Regions from separate parts of the Xenopus laevis genome. Here region 1 is linked to region 2. Evidence: chromatin contacts called from public Hi-C data. All regions are on one chromosome and are shown on one strand. The core of a region is the stretch at or near the end of the contact, and the rest is flanking DNA. Distances in the headings are between cores, read along the strand shown.

What was found. Hi-C and Micro-C count contacts between places; a contact is called where the count stands out from the background.
Region 1: a Hi-C map of the XL177 cell line shows a contact between it and region 2, with 4 times the contacts expected there. The contact joins the enhancer-like site here to the promoter of nudt6.L in region 2. A contact is called at or near these places in 2 of 4 Hi-C or Micro-C datasets (the XL177 cell line and the XTC cell line).

The regions. Positions count from the first base shown.
Region 1 is chr1L:69,977,376-69,982,728 of Xenopus_laevis_v10.1, reverse strand. No RefSeq gene overlaps it. Among protein-coding and RNA genes, the nearest start is that of bbs12.L, 13 kb to the left of the region's middle. Within about 2 kb of position 3,333, at least 1 of the 7 cell types and tissues checked has an H3K27ac peak or open chromatin away from gene starts, as enhancers often do.
Region 2 is chr1L:69,911,421-69,916,617 of Xenopus_laevis_v10.1, reverse strand. nudt6.L (nudix hydrolase 6 L homeolog) reads right to left here and starts at 1,891. Exons shown (of 5, transcript NM_001087069.1): 1 at 1,438-1,891; 2 at 1-44. The coding sequence starts at 1,618. spata5.L (ATPase family protein 2 homolog) reads left to right here and starts at 2,026. Exons shown (of 16, transcript XM_018251175.2): 1 at 2,026-2,253. The coding sequence starts at 2,133.

The DNA of each region.
Region 1 (5,353 bases), core at 2,084-4,583, 65 kb before region 2:
TAACTCAAAAAACACAAATAATAAAAAAAATTAAAACCAATTGCAAATTGTCTCACTCTCTACATCATAATAAAAGTTTTTTTAAAGTTGAACAAGCACTTTAAGTTTCAGAAACGTTGTATTTTTTTCTCAACTGAATGGAGGCAAATATTGCCTTTGGTGTTCCAGAACTATTGCAAAGCCTTCCCGGAAGAGTAAAGGCTGATACAGCAACTAAATGAGAACCAACTTCATATTAAAAACTTTGGTCTCTTTGGTGAAAGCAATGCTAGATAGGCAGGTGTTTGGACACTTTTTGCAATACGTATAGATACAATTTTCAAATAGACAGCACCGAACAGTGAAGTTTTTTTTAAAAGGCCTTTATTGGACAAATATAAAGCAGCATTTCAGGCTAGCAACAGCCTTTCTTCAAGCCTGAAACGTTGCTGTATATCTGTCCAAATTTTTAGGGTGCCCAGAATCCACTATTTTGGAATTTGCCTGAATACTAATTCTTTTATGAAGGGTTCGGCTTAGGCCGAATAATTTGCATATGCAAATTAACATAAGGAAGGATTTAAAAGAACCAGACTGTTGTTCATGTGATGAAAAGTCTCATGATTTTAAGGTTTTGGATTTGGTTTGGCCAGGCACTTGGATTTGGCCAAATCCTGCTGTAAAAAGGCTGAATCCAAAACTGAATCCAACATTTGGCATATCCCTAAATTTTAGATCTAGTTATTGTGAGTTTACATTTTACAAACCTTGGTAATATTGTTGTAAGGAGGGATGCACTGGATTCCAGTAACAGAACTAGTAGTTCCTGGGCCAGGAAGGGCCAAAGAGAATCTTCCTGGTTTGTGTGTCGAAAAGCCACATGATTTTAAGGATTTGGTTCAGCCAGGTGCTTGGATTTGTCCGAATCCTGCTGAATCCTACTATTACAATAAATCACACCACCATAGCAGTAGTAGAGGCAACAATATACCTCTGAATTAATTAAGGAAAAACATACATATTGACATTGTAGCCGATTAAAGTAATACTAACGTTCCAGAATTTAAGCATAATGTGCCAGTAGCGCTTTAAAAACCTACCTAGTTCTATTTATTCTTTCTAACCTAACCCTTGCCTCCTAACACCACCCCAACCCTCCATTACTTGCTTGTGTCAAACTCCAGAATGCCTGCCGAAGCTCAGGTTGCGGTAGGGGAAGACCACATTGGCTATAGACACTGTTTACATTGATTCAGCCTATCAGATCATTGCCTTGCTCCTAAATCTAAACAAGACAGGGTAGAAGGCACATGGTGCCCGGCACAAGTAAATGACGGGGCAGGAGTAGATGAAGTCAAACTGAAAAGTTCCTTCTAAAAGGTGAAACATGTTAGTGTCACTTTAAAACAATGTATAAAGCCGAATGTAATGTACAGTGATATATGAGTGATACTGGTCAAAACTGTCTGCCGCTTTCTAATGGAGCCACTAGCTGGTGAACATGTGGTACTGCAAATAAGGAATTTGATAGAACTTTTAAGTCATGCATCACTCAGCAATGCGGCCACTCTCCATCTAATTTTACAACATATCCATTCTGAGGAACACAGTTTGTTTAAATAAGAGGAGATACAGCTACTTTGAAATGAATAACATATTGTGCAGTGAAAGGGCCGACTGTTCAGGTCACTTTAATAAGAAACTGTTCTCTAGAAAAAAAACAAGTGGTCATTTAGGAAATAACTCCATAACATTTGAGAGAAAATAAGTTTCCAGTAGGATTTCTTATGAACAAGTGTTTCATTTGGTAGATTTACTATGCCTGATTTTTTTTTTTTTTTTAGGCAAGCTTTCTTGACTAATGCTGTAAGCAAACATGTTTTTCTATTAGTTGAAACTTTATAAAATGCTATTTACTGTTATTCCCTCACCAGGAAACACTCTAATATCAGCAGTGTATGCAAAGTAGCTGTCAGACTGCAATACAAGCAGTACAATGAATGCAGCAATCTGATTGGTTGCCATGGGTTACTGCCCATGGACAAATTTGTCCAGTGTTGATAAATGACCCCCACTATGTTGAGCAAAAGTGGGATGTCAAGGCAAGTAGCAATTAAACAAGCAAAAGGTAAAAATGCCAGCAAGAAAACAACAACCAAGTGTATCCAGGAAGTTCATGTAAGACCTACAGTTCATTCTGTAGAAAATATGAAGGTGTGGTACAAATCCAAGGCAGCAACTGGACTGCAATAATCTCTTTATTGGGGGTATCTCTACCCCCAATAAAGAAATTGCTGCCTTGGATTTGTCCCACACCTTCATATTTTCTACAGTTTGTGACTAAACTGGGATATCAAGCACAGGATACCCCGTGGGAAAATCCGACTAAGAGACTAGGTGAGCTCCACGTGTACTCTTATCTACAGTTCATTCTGGCTTCCACAGCATAGGTAAGACCTTACCACTCCCATCAGGGGTCATAGAACTCTTACAGCCAGCTTTAACAGGGAAGTTCTTGTTGAAGGTTTTTACAAGCTGGTCGGCTTGAATATGAGAATGCTTGACCCAAGGGTGATACTCCGGGCCAAATCCTTTGCCAGTGAATAAAGAATTGCAAATGTCTACGTCAAAATAGTCCACCAAACAAGGGCTGGAGTCTGTTGGTTACAAGAGAATTGATTGGATGCTACTGGTTTAACAAGGGATAAATGGAACACACTGGGCACACACCTAGGGATAAGTTGTAGGATCAAAAATTTGGGGATGTGGATTTGAGGATGGAAAAAGGATCAATACATTTAGGATGAAGTTTAAGAGAAGGAACATGGATATCAGATGAGAATTCCTGTTAGACAGTCACACTCCTCAGTGATGATCCAATAATACGATGCTTCTGTTCTAAATTTTGTGTGTGCAGCTGTTTTAACTTGAGAGGGGGGTGCCATTGCTTTTCAGTATGCCAATGAGGGACAGATTTACTAACATGAAAAAAAAATGAAACATGAAAAAAATGCTTGACATGTTTCAGAACAAACATTTCCTTCCTCCCTATTTCTATGCCAAAAGAAGAATTGTTAATTGTTCAGGTATTTGCTATAATTGATAATTTTCTCCCATATGAAATAAAAAGATTTTGATGTGAAGTGTTGACGGGTGGACCTTTGCACTAAAATGCCAGGATATTCAGCTGTTCCACTCTGTGTGCATCCAGTATGGCGCTTTATATTCATTGCTGCCAGGAGAAGTAACAGGTTGGCAGAGGTTTTGCCTGCTGCTGGTTTCTGCCAGGTGGCAGTTGCAAACGAAACCCCCTTTGTGCCACAGGCATGAATACATATCTGTCTGAAGAGATATGCAAATTCCTCTATAGTATGAGATAAACCAGTCCTTGCGATACTTAATTGCTTCTGTGGCATGTCTTTGTCTTTACTGAAAGGCTATTCTGTTTTATGTCTGCCAGACAGTCTTTTGAGGTTGTTCCTAGAATGAGTTGGCAGTGAGTTAGATTGAGCCACTTTGTATAAAATATCATATATACATCACCTTTGTCATCAGTATATTTTACTGTGTTTTTTATTTTGGCCATTAATTTTCTTGCTTTTTTGCTGTGGCTTGAAAAATGCAGCTTAATTGTGTGGAGTTCATTTACAAGTCAATGGCAGAGGTCAATTGCAATGTTAATTGCCTTCCTGACATTCAAGGTTTTTTTAGGAGGGAAAACTTGAATTTTAAGATCGGGACTACTCAATTGAATATTATTTGTTCGATTTTATTTCTTAAATAACCTCCCATTCGAGTTGTGAGTATATTCTAATTTATTAGCGTAAAAAAAATTCACATAAGATTAAAGTTTGATAAATCTACCTTTTTTTAGGCTATGTAGATGTAATTTGTGTAGCCTATGAAGGAATGAAGGAATAGAATAAAAAAAACTTCGAATTTCGAATGATTTTTTTGGCTACTTCGACCATCGAATTGGCTGCTTCGACCTTCGACTACGACTTCGAATCGAACGATTCGAACTTAAAATCGTTCGACTATTCGACCATTCGATAGTCAAAGTACTGTCTCTTTAAAAATAAACTTCGACCCCCACTTCGCCAAGTAAAACCTACCGAACCTCAATGTTTCGAAGTCGAAGGATTTAACTTCGACAGTCGAATATCGAGAGTTAATTAACCCTTGATATTCGACCCTAAGTAAATCTGCCCCCTAGTGTTACACTCATGCACTGTGACATCAGTAGTAGTGAGTGCTATGTGATGAAATTCTGGTGTTCTTAGAGACTTCTTTCAGCATATTTTTTAGACATATATTATGCAAACAATTGTCCACGTATACTTTCTCTTTATTGCATTCAAGGATTTAGAGGACTTTTGATTGAAATTGACAGAGGGATTTATGTGTTAGTGATTTCAGTACAGCAACTGATACATTTTTGTTACGTTTTTGTTAAAGGTATACTGTCATGGGAAAAATGTATTTATTTTTTTTAAAACACATCAGTTAATAGTGCGGCTCCAACAGAATTATGCACTGAAATCTGTTTCTCAAAACAGCAAACTTTTTTTTATATTTAATGGTGAAATCTGACATTGGGCTAGACATATTGTCAGTTTCCCAGCTGCCCCTCAGTCACTGTTTACTGCTGTACTGCAAGTTGGAGTGATATCACCCCTCCCTTTCCCTCCCCAGCAGCCTAACAACAGAACAATGGGACAGTAACCAGATAGCAGCTCCCTAACACAAGATAACAGCTGCCTTGTAGATCGAAGAACATCACTCAGTAGTAAAATCCAGGTCCCACTGTAACACATTTAGTTACATTGAGTAGGAGAAACAACAGCCTGCCAGAAAGCAGTTTCATCGTAAAGTGCTAGCTCTTTCTGAAAACACATGACCTACACACCAATATAACAACTAAAAAAAAATATACACTTGCTGGTTCAGGAATGGGATTTTATATTGTAGAGTGAATTATTTGCAGTATAAACAGTGTAATTTAGAAACAAAAACTACATCATACAAATCATGACAGATCCCTTTAAATACAGTATATTGAAAGCTGAATCCTCCAGTTCTATTTGAGTTCTATTTGAGTTCTGTTTGAGTTAACAAAAAGATTATGTGATGTAATGTGATTACTCCCAGTCCTTTGTGTCATTGTCGGTGATATTGGGCCTACACAGATGGCGTGACTAACTGAAATCATGGATATAAACTGTGTACAGACAGTCCAGTGAGGTCACAAAAAGAACCTCATTCCTAAGAGGTGAGTTATAGCTGTGTTTTGGCAATTCAATTTGAGGAATGCAAGACAAGTGTTTGGCCAGATTGTGGTAGGAATATATTATAAATATAGTGAATAAAACAC
Region 2 (5,197 bases), core at 642-3,141:
CCACACTGCAATCCTGCCGGCTGCCCTCCATTGTTTCACAGATTCTAATAGAAGGGAAAAAATTGTGAAAGTCATGTAACCCTATATTATATAGAGAATAAAGTGTTTTTGGGGTTCTACTAATAAAATTCAAATATGCCTCATTACATAGATCTATATGTTTAGTCTAACAGCAAGGCTTCCTTTGTCAGTATATTCTGAGATTTTGAAAGACAATATATATATATCATATCTAGTGTCAAATACTGGAATAATATATGTCATCAGTCTTTTTCATTGAAATGTTAATGTATGATTACAAAGTTTTTTTAAAAAAACTTCAAATGGAGATCTCAGTAAACAAATAAAAAGTAGTATATTTTTTGCATGCCATCTGACTTGTTTTTTCTTTTTATGGACCCTTGGACAGCAACGCATTCAGTTTGAGCACCACCTACATGATTAAGTGGTCAATGCAGAGCTGGGGATTGTTCCCCAAGTGTGTACGAATAAGATTTGGCCACCAACGTTATGGATAGGGTTGATACCTGGCCGGTATTTTACCGGCCTGGCTGGTAAAAATGATGGCTGATCCCAATGTTATTAATAGGGAAAAAAGAGAAATATATAGGAAGGCCGGTATTTTTTCCAGAAAAGGTGGCAACCCTAGTTATGAATCCACATCAGGATGATTTGATTATGCGGCCCCTGGGACAATTTTCACATAATAATGGAGTCCCATTTATGATATGAATAGGAGCCTGGGGATACCTGTCAGGAGAGGAATGCATCAACATGCTAATGTTGATCTCTGTATTTTCTAACCCGTCTGATGGGTTCCTGTTTATTTAAGGCAGATATTAGTTGGACAGGCTTCATACACAGGTCAATATGGTGCTGATTTGGACTGGAGAGACAGAATAGTCAGATGTTGTTAGTTATTTTATGTATCGGTGATTTACAACTTGAGTAGGACTATTGGGGGACAGGTTGAGAAGCCCCAGGAGTCTCATTAAAGAAGCAAAGTTTATGCAGATTGGCTGGGCAGGTAGGGGTCCCACAACTTTGTATGGCAAAGGTTTTCTTGAGAAAAATAAAGTTTGAGGGAGTCAAAATATACTTGTATCCAAATTTAACAGTGTAATGGGGGGGGGGGGAAGAGACAAATTGTGAATTTAATTTATAAAACATATACTGGTTTAGTGAAAGTCAGAACTAGCCCCCAAAACACAAGGATGTTATGCAAAGCCGGGGGTGCAGGGGAGGACAGGTTATATTTAGGCACCTAGATTGTCCTTGCCCATCAGTCACTTTACTATTGTAACTTTATAATTATTGTAAATGTTTGCCCCGCCTATAAGTACTGTTAATTAAAAGCACTGCATACAAGTACAGCTGTAATGATCTAGTTGTATAAATCGCAAGCAGACAGTACATTCCCATGGAGGTGCCACTTGCCGTGTAACCATGTCTCGAAAACTGCTTCCCCTAAATTGTGTGAGGGCTCCAGCCGCACTGTTACTCCCCCGAACTTGTCTACCTTGCCCCGTAGCTCTATATTGGGCCAAGAGAGACCGGGCTGCGAGCAAAAATGCCGCACTCTAAACCCACAGAGGAACCGAACGCATAGACGCTGCATCTTTCAGGGACACCGAGTTACACAAGTTAATTACAAACAAGCCAATAGCAAAGTACACGACGCCATGATTGTTATGGGTAGTCTGGAAGAAATTCAGCCCTTAGCGAAGCATCCCATAAAGCCCAGAAATACGAAAAATTGCAGTGCTGAGAACAGCAGTACAACTGGGGCGCCGCATGTGATCATTTCCATCGACCACATTAGAACGAAAAGTTCTTCAACTTTCTAAACTCCCGTGTTTGCCAGAATCTAGTATGGCTGCCACAGCTAAATCTCACTAGCCAATAGAAAGGGAGACTAGGACAGTATCGCCTCTACCGTAACTTTTCTAAATGACACCTTTATATTGGCTTAGTGTTAAAGAACTGTCAACTAATTGCTCTTCTAATCGAGTGTTTACGAGTGGCGTCGCGTAGGTGCGCAGGCTGACCCGGAAGTTGTTACGTAGCGGCTAGAACACGCGTTTTGGTTTGAGAGCTGTGCACATGAGCCCGGCTTCACTGGCTGTAGAACCATGTCCTCGTCTAAAAGGAAGAGTAAAGGGGGTGACAAGGCGATGATAAACTCGCCGTGTGCGGAGTCCAGAACGTCAGCGGATCCCTCTGTGTGTAAAGTGACTGATTTCTTAGATAAAGGTACTGTCCGGCATTGCTGGGAGCTTGTTCCAGGCTGCTACAGTGATAGGCATTCTGAAAATATGAATTATCAAACACTTCGATCCAAAACTAGCTTTGTTTGTACCAGTAGCAGGCAGCTCTGTCTTTTCTACACTGTTACTCATTGATAAGTTAAAGGAAAAAAAAAACCACAAGTAAAATGCTTGGTGAAAGAAAATGGAATATATATATATATATATATATATATATATATATATATCATCCAATTCAGCATTTCAGGTTTTAAAGTTATTTGTAAATGCATTTTCAATAGAATTTTTCTTTTGCTTCCTGCACTGCAGGTCCTGACTCTTGAAACAGTGTCTGAACCAGTGGAAGTCAGTCTTTGCATCATAGGCCACTGGTATTGGATAAAGAGTCACATCCACCAGGGCATAAAATAGTAAGGAACAGACAGATACTGCTGTCAATAGCAGTTATATTAACAAATAACTTTTAAGCCATGTCAAATTTTTATATTGGAAAGTCTTTACATTTTATTTTAATTATACCAGATTCTTATTTTGGGGTGTACATGCCCTTTAATTGCATTCATTAAGTCTTTTACTAAACTTGCTCATCACCTGTTACAATGTGAAACAAACTTTTATTTGATGGCTGTAGATCAAGTTTGGGAAAATGCATTGTAAAATATTTATTATTAACCTAAAATTGAGGCCCAAAAATCTCCTAATGCTGCTTAAATTGCCCGCCCTAAATCCCCTCCACAGTTACTGCCAGGGATAGCAGAAGACAGAAGAATTTTAGTAAACTTTTGTGAAAAAAAAAAAAGCCAAGTGGAAAACACGTAAATCCAACTCGTGAGAGTTTGGCTGCCATGTTGAAAATACGCAGCTTATTGCCAAGTGTATTTCCAAGCCTGCAGATCCCATAGATTTCAATAATATGACCTTTTATTTGGCGTATTGGCGTTTCTGCTAAAGAAACGCGAATACTGGTGTCTTGTGGCAGATGTTGGCTCGCAAGCGCCCTGTGGAAATTGCTATAGTGCCTATTCCATTATTTTCAACAGGTCTTCATTTTGTGTGTATTTACGCTCGGTTGTACGTTTTTAAAAACGCAATATAAAAACGCCATGTGTGACCTTGCCCTTAGACTAGCCATGCATAACTTTGGAAGTTCAGAATTTTCCTAACATAACATTCCTGCATAGTAGAATAGCCCTATGGAAAAAGTTATATTGAAAATATTTTATATGGGGCCCTATCTTCAGATTACAGTCATTCTCAAAAACTGAACAACACAGTGATAGTGACCCAACAGGCTCTCCTTGCAATGTGCATTGATAACTGATGTTTTAAAGCTGTATAAAAATGAAAGACAACTGTTTCTTAATACAACTCGCTCCTGTGTGAAAGATTATTTTATAACATACATAATATATTGCTCAGTGATTCCCGAAACTCTGGCTTTGTGAATAGTCCCATGGAGAGTTTAAACGGGAAAATCTGTCATCATAATTTTACTGTTGGAATATTAATAAAATATATTATCTTGTTGAACAGATTGAGTGTGCGTTTTCATTTCCTTTTAAAAGGGGACAAAGCCCTTTTTCAATCATGACGATTTGTAATTTTGTACAGCTCTTCTAGTTGGAAGAATTAAGCAGCTGATATTTCTGCGAGATTATTGCAGACCAAGGGACAAAAAGGAATTTATATTTGAATAAGGTATGAGAAGGATTATGCAATTCTTCTGCTTCTCCCTAAAATACCCGACTTCTGTTTTAGTAGTATGATACCTCAGTGAGGTTAAAAAGGGCTATTGCAGTATTTGCCATGATTAAATAAAACGGTGATGTTTTTATTTGAAAATCTTTCCTTTAATTGAAATTAATTCATTTGACTAATTCAAAAGTCTAATGAAATATGTATGGAGCCAGTCAAGGGCTTGTTTGCAGAGCCAGACAAATCCAAGTAACCAATCCAAGTGTTTGGTCAGACCTATTTTAGATTTGTTTCAGTGCAAGTTCCTTTTCTAGGGCTCCTAAGATTATATATGAATTGTATTTGCTGTTGATTATATGCACTCTGTTTCTGTATGACAGAGCATTTTTGTAACATATATTGGGAACTGAGATTACTTAATTTATATGAAAGTGTATTGGTTTCTTGTAAAAAGCATTTTTACTTGCACTTTCCATGTCATGCTTTATAGGCCATTAGATATTTTTCCTGACCCTTTATTTGATTGATAAGCACAGTAGACCTGGGTCTGAGGTTATAAAGTTACCAGGATACAACACACATATACATTGCAAATATTCAATAAACAGATCTAGTATATTGCAAAGGTATTCATGATCTCTTGTAATACATCATTTATGTATGTTACCAAATATTCTTTGGCACAGGAGCAAAATTCCTTTAAAATCAGACGTGTGTATGGGTCACACTAACAGAAATCTCATTTTACATGGTTTAGCACTGGTATGCAATAATCTCCTCTTAAACAAGTTTGTAATTTCAATTTGATCCACTGAACATTATTAGGCATCTCTCATGTCATGGTATTGCTGTTAGTATATCAGCGCAGGTATTGGATCTATTTTCTGCAAACCCATTATCCAGAAAGCTCCAAATTACAGGAAGTTAGACTTTAAGAAATTCAACATTGATTTTCTTTTTCCCTGTAATAATAAAATAGTACCTTGTACTTAATCCAAACCAAGATTTTAATACTTATTAGAGGCAAAACACTCCATTTAGGTTTAAAATAATTTTGGGGACTTAATATATGGAGATCCAAATTAAGGAAAGATCCCTGTATGGAAAACACCAGGTCCCAATTATTCTGGATAATAGGTCCCATACCTGTAACACATTTTATGAGCGTCTAGGGTTTGAAGTCCTCCATCTACTGCTGTGCAACATGTAACCTGAAATTCTGTGAGAACCAGTAA